Linked DNA regions of Xenopus tropicalis: region 2 is linked to region 1. The links are chromatin contacts, called in public Hi-C maps. All regions are on one chromosome and are shown on one strand. The core of a region is the stretch at or near the end of the contact, and the rest is flanking DNA. Distances in the headings are between cores, read along the strand shown. Region 1 has its middle 5.2 kb from the start of tnip2. Region 2 has its middle 40 kb from the start of sh3bp2.

Region 1 (2,781 bases), core at 83-2,582:
CCCCTATAATGATCCTATTACAGGACAGACACGGATCCTCTCCCAGCCCCTTATAGTGAGACTATACATTAATAAGAACTTTGCGTAAACTATACGCTTTCATTTCCAGTAAACTGCCTGCCTGATGGGCTGACTGTAAATTCCAGTCTCCAGCTGCTCCTCTGCTGATTCACTCCTTAAGCCTTATGTACAGTCACGGTTATTCTTATATAACACAACTAATTCCACCCCACTCTGTATACAGATATAGTGCCTTGCGCAAGCATTCTGGCCTTCCCACAAGTCACTGGATCATACAATTTACAGTGCACACAAACAAGCCAAGGCACACATACATGCTAGGCCCCATCAGCCAATGAATGGGCAGAGTTCTGCCTTTTGCTCCCACACTACTTCCTGTTACAGTTAGAGCTGCATTACTTCCTGTCAGCTGATCTCTGAAGGAGCACACAGCCCATCACTAAATGGCGGCTCAAGGGAAAAGATGTAAAAGGGCAATATTTACTGATATATATATTCCAGTTTGGTGCAGTATTAAAGATGCAGTTTGCCTTATATAAACAAGGTTCATAAACACTATTCTAACTTCTAAAGAATCAATCTAATTACTTACTTTGTTTAGGCCACCCTCTATTCATATTCCTGTCTCACATTCAAACCATTGCCTGGTTGCTAGGTTAAATTGGACCCTGTTTCCTGCTGCTCAAATTCCAAACTGGAAAGCTGCCAAACAAAAAGGGGAGCCAGAGAGAGGAGAGAGCTGCGTGTCTCTGGCACAGAAAACAAACAGACAAGAAATCCTGTATGTTTTGATAGAGGACTCAGTGCAGCGTTACTGTGAGTGCTTATGGCTGTATTTACATAGACCTTTCTGATAAAGCTTACTTAGTTTTTACCTTTCCTTCTCCTTTAAGAAACACCAATATAAATGCAACAAAAGAATTAGTCAATGGGGGGGGGGGGGGGGGGGGGGGCAATTTATAGGATTCCCAGAGTGCAAATCAGACTTGTACCTGGGCAGTATGGCAGCTCCCACACCTAGCAGTACATGAATATATAGAGATATACAGGGCTATCAGCTCACCTATGACCAATGTGAATATGTTTGGCTGAACATTAAAGATAAAATCAAGTGAAAGTCATGCATTTGCTTTAAACAGGGAATCACTTTCTGCACCATAAATGTAATACTTTGTGCATAATGTTGCGCAATCAAAGAAAATGACAGTGTTTTTAATTAATTTGGTTCCCATCGTTAAGACTCTGCTTGGAGGCCGGTTGTCTATGAGGCAATTAACTCTGCAGAATTTCATGACGCACAGTGGCGAGAAGTTACTTCATTTCCTACGGGTTTCTAAAGGCTGGTGAGACCCGTTATTACAGGGCACATCCCACCATTCTTTCCCAGCAGCAAAGAGGAGGCAAAAACAGAATTTCATTACCTAATCCAGTAAAGGGCAAGCTAAAATGCACCGTTCACATTTAACCAATTGCTAGGGACGACATTATTTTTGGTGCTTCATTTCCCCTAGAACACGGAACGCATATGCCATAGACTGACCCCTGCAGCAGACAGGTGGTTTTCTTGCCTACCCTTTGCTAACTCTCCTTAAAACTTTTTGCTGTCTTCAGGACCATAATTTAAGAGAGTGGGTCATTAGACCACAGCATTGGGAAGGGCCGTGGGCCCCTATTTACTCCATTGTGCCATGAACCTTGTGTGAATTTAGGACAGAGGTTTGGCTGCAGAAAGGAAGGATCAGTCATAACTCTGGGGTACCTTATGCCAGGCCTGGTCTGTGAGCCAGCATAGGTCCTGGCATTCCAAGTACACAGGGGCCCAAACAGCCCCCCCAGCCCAATAAATAGTGAGTGACTATGGCACCTTACAGCAGCCCCTCTGGCATTTGCCAGAGCCCACAGATTGCCAGTCTGGGCCTGCCTTAAGCTATGAGCTCCAAGCTGCAGCCATGCTCAATTTTTTTCTATAACATGGCATTGCTTTAGAACACATATCTGGTTGCTAGACCCCTTCCTTCATATTCAGGGTCAGACAGGGCCCCTGGGAGACTGGGAAAAAACCCGGTGGGTCCCGGCAGCCCAGACCTGATCCCCAGGGCACTATACAGGTCTCCCTCCCGCCTCCCCTGACGTGCTGATCATAAGTTTAATTAGGGGTGCTCGGGGGAAGGGGTCGGATTAGTGGGCCTGCGGGGAGTGAAAGGCTGCGGCAAGGGCCATTGGAAGCCCGGGTGGGCCCTGCACCCCCCAGTCCGACCCTGTTCATATTGGTTTATCTTGGACATGTATAATTGCATAATAATGCCCATATACATTGCTCATGTGCAGTAACTCATAGCACCCAATTAGCAGGTAGCATTTCCTGGTCACCTGTTTAAAAGCAAATATCTTATTGGTGGCTCTAGGTTACTGCTCCTGGGCAAACTTAGTGCATTTTATTACATATGGGGGTTTGAGTGCTATGTGTGTCTGTTATAGATTTGCCTCATTCCTATTTCACAAGAATTGCAACTACTAAAATAGTTTTCTAGGTATTTTACTGATTTATTTACCAAAAAAGAAAAAAAAAAGAACACGCTGTTCCTTTACTGAGTGATCTTTTTGTACACAGCTTGTGTCACAACAAGACGGAAGATAACACAGTGACAATGATATAGTAAATGCAATTATATACATGTTTAGATCCAACATAGAGGTATCAAAGGCTAGAACATGGGGTAGGAAGAAGAGGTACATGCCTCAGATGTGGGGTGTTGGGGA
Region 2 (3,156 bases), core at 265-2,764, 74 kb before region 1:
ACAGTATCTGTGACAGGAGAAGTGTGGGAGTAGAGATATAGCTCTGTCCAGTCATTGGCTGATGTAACCGGGCACGTGGCCTTGGTTTGTGTGTGAGCACATTACCTCATAAGAGCTAAAGGAATGGACTTCTGCTTAAAATAGCAGTCTTTCAATACTGGATTAATCAGTGGCACATATTGTTAGAAAATGATATATCCTTACAATTTACAAAACAGCTATAAATATGGGTGGTTTTAGGAGCTTAGGAGCGACCTCGCCAAACGAGCGAATCTTGCTGTGTATAGCCACCTTAAGGCTATACAGTGCCTCCATTTGCCCCCCATAGACAATGCCCCCAATTGCCCCACATAGACAGTGCCCCCAATTGCCCCCATAGACAGTGCCCCAATTGCCCCCATAGACAGTGCCCCCAATTGCCCCATAGACAGTGCCCCCAATTGCCCCATAGACAGTACCCCCCATAGAAAGTGTCCCCAATTGCCCCCCATAGACAGTGCCCCCCATTTCCCCATAGACAGTGCCCCCAATAGTCCATAGACAGTGCCCCAAATTGCCCCCATAGACAGTGCCCCCAATTGCCTCATAGACAGCGCCTCCCATAGAAAGTGCCCCCATAGACAGTGCCCCCCATAGACAGTGCCTCCCGAAGTCGGCGTCTTCTTCTTTGGCATCTCCTTCTTCAGCAGTGGCAGCTCCAGCGGCGACTCTGACAACGTTGTACTCCTCAGCAAGACAGGCCTTTTTGTACGGTTGCGCCCTGTGCATACTGACGTCACACATACGCACTGGGCATGATCAATCGAATGACAGGGCCCGGCCGTAATAGATTAAAGGGGGCCCGAGCCAGTCAGAAAACTGTGGCACAGCCCCCTTTAAAAGTGAAGATTGGCCGGGCCCGGGACAACTGTCCCCCCTGTGCCTCCCTGATGGCGGCCCTGGCCCTACCACTAGCAATTTATATTGTTGCTAGAGATTAGTCTCCCGGATTTACTTTTGTTGAAATAAACCTTTTCTATATATATTTCCAAATGAATGAGCCCATGTCAAAAAGGGGGGTACTTTTTCCTTTAAATGCAATCTAATCATTTTTAAATCAAGGTGAAGCCACATTCATGGTGTGTTTGCTATTCCAGCCTTCCAGTTGATGTTTAGCTAAAACTCAGGGCTTGATGGGAGTTGTAGTTTTACAACATATCGGCCCCTGCATGTCATTTCTAGCTGCATTTTCTAAACGCGTCCCCCAATTATTCCCACGCTCCAATAACCTTATTTTATGATGAATCATCAGAAAAACTGACGTTTTTGTTGTGATTTTTCTCCGACACCGATTTCATGTAATACAGTGGATTTCAAAGCAAAGCAAACTAAAGGGGGTTTTCTTATTGCTCAAACCCACCCCCCTCTGCTCTCCAAATCTTACTAACCTTGGGTGGATGGAAATACATGAGAAATAGTCAGTGAGAAGGGTGATCCCTTTCTTACAATCACCTCTGACAGAATGGAAACAAGCCTGCCAGTATTAACAGGGACCCCGGGCCCCGACCTTTGAGAGCTGTCATACAGCTGCGGTGTAAATAGAACTAGATTGAAATTCAGCTTTCCCTGACGTGGGCAAGTCTGACCTACTGACTCAGCTAGCTGAAGTTTGCCCTTTGTCAGTGCTCAAAACAAATACTGAAACATCTGATTTTATTTTCTGTTATCACTTTTATTCAGTTCTAGATGGGAAGTGCTAGAGAAAAAGGTCAATGGAACATAAAGCTCTAAACAGAGCAGTCTGACGTCCAGGCAGCTCCCACAAGAAAGGGACATTGAGTAACGGTGACTGTAACACAGTACAGCAAAAATGCATTTTATGATGGGATTTTCTCATAGCCCCGGGTGGTTGGAATTGGAAAATATTGTATTTTACAGGGTAGGTACCCATCTCTAAATAGCAGCTGTTTAGCGATAACGTGTGATATCACTACACAAATGTTTGACTTCCTGTAAATAAAATTATTTGTGTTCTGTGGTTTCTCTGCTTGCCAATGCATCCTTTCGGAGGGGGTTCTGTGTAGTTCAACTACAGCTGTAGGGTTTCACACTGCCTATTCCTGTACTGTAAATGTAATATCAAGTTTGCTGGCATTGCCCAGTAGTGATGTGCAGAGCACATCTTTCGTCGTTGGGGGCAAAACATCTCTTACGGCCAACACCGCCCGTGGCATAAGTGTCCCCTGATTCCTCTGGCAGTTGCACCATATTTATTTACTCATGCTGGCCTGCCCCTCCCTGGTCTTCTCTGGTAACAACAGAGTTGGACAAGTTAGTCACGGGTATATACAAAAATAAATTTGCTTTTGCTGTATAATGACTTTATGAACAGAAGGGGGCGTATCCTCTCTCACCTGATATAGTTGGGTCAGTCTAGAATTGGATCCCTCAAAAGAAGTAGTGGCTTGGGCAGATCAGGAATGGCTAGCACAGATCTAAAGGTGGCCATACACGGGCTGATTGTAGCTGCCGATATCAGTCCCTTGGACTGTTTCGGCAGCTTATCGGCCCGTGTAGGGGAAACAACGACAGGCCTGCCCGACCGATATCTGGCCTGAAATTGGACAGATATCAATCGGGCAGATTAAAAAATTCAGTCGGATCGGGGGCCGCCTCGGCTCGTTGATGCGGTCCCCAAACTGACTGCGCCTATTCCAGTCATTATAATTCGATGGGGCCCTGGGGCCAAACGACGAATTAGCCTAAATTTCCCTGATATCACCCACCCGTAGATTGGGATATCGGTAGAAGACCTTTACGTGTATGGCCACCTTTAGTGTGGTCTAAATAATTCCAACTTTAGATTTTCAAATTATAGGACTTACTGGAAGTACTGGGGACTCCAGAGTTATCTTTAGAGCAGCCATAAAGGAGTGGCTGTCATGAGCTGTATATGCATATAGTAGAATGTGGCATTGCAGTAAATTGTTATTATTATTATTATTAACATTTATTTATAAAGCGCCAACATATTCCGCAGCGCTGTACAATAAGTGGGTTACATACATTGGACATACAGAGTAACATATAAAGCAATCAATAACCGATACAAGAGGTGAAGAGAGCCCTGCCCAAAAGAGCTTACAATCTACAAAGAGAAAGGGTAATTAAGTTAAA

What was found. Hi-C and Micro-C count contacts between places; a contact is called where the count stands out from the background.
Region 2: a contact with region 1 is called in a Hi-C map of liver, with 7 times the contacts expected there. The contact joins two enhancer-like sites. A contact is called at or near these places in 2 of 5 Hi-C or Micro-C datasets (brain and liver).

Annotation. Positions count from the first base shown.
Region 1 is chr1:21,870,957-21,873,737 of UCB_Xtro_10.0, reverse strand. No RefSeq gene overlaps it. Among named protein-coding and RNA genes, the nearest start is that of tnip2, 5.2 kb to the right of the region's middle. Within about 2 kb of position 1,332, at least 2 of the 11 cell types and tissues checked have an H3K27ac peak or open chromatin away from gene starts, as enhancers often do. A contact at or near this core is called in liver, where this site is marked.
Region 2 is chr1:21,945,064-21,948,219 of UCB_Xtro_10.0, reverse strand. No RefSeq gene overlaps it. Among named protein-coding and RNA genes, the nearest start is that of sh3bp2, 40 kb to the left of the region's middle. Within about 2 kb of position 1,514, at least 2 of the 11 cell types and tissues checked have an H3K27ac peak or open chromatin away from gene starts, as enhancers often do. A contact at or near this core is called in liver, where this site is marked.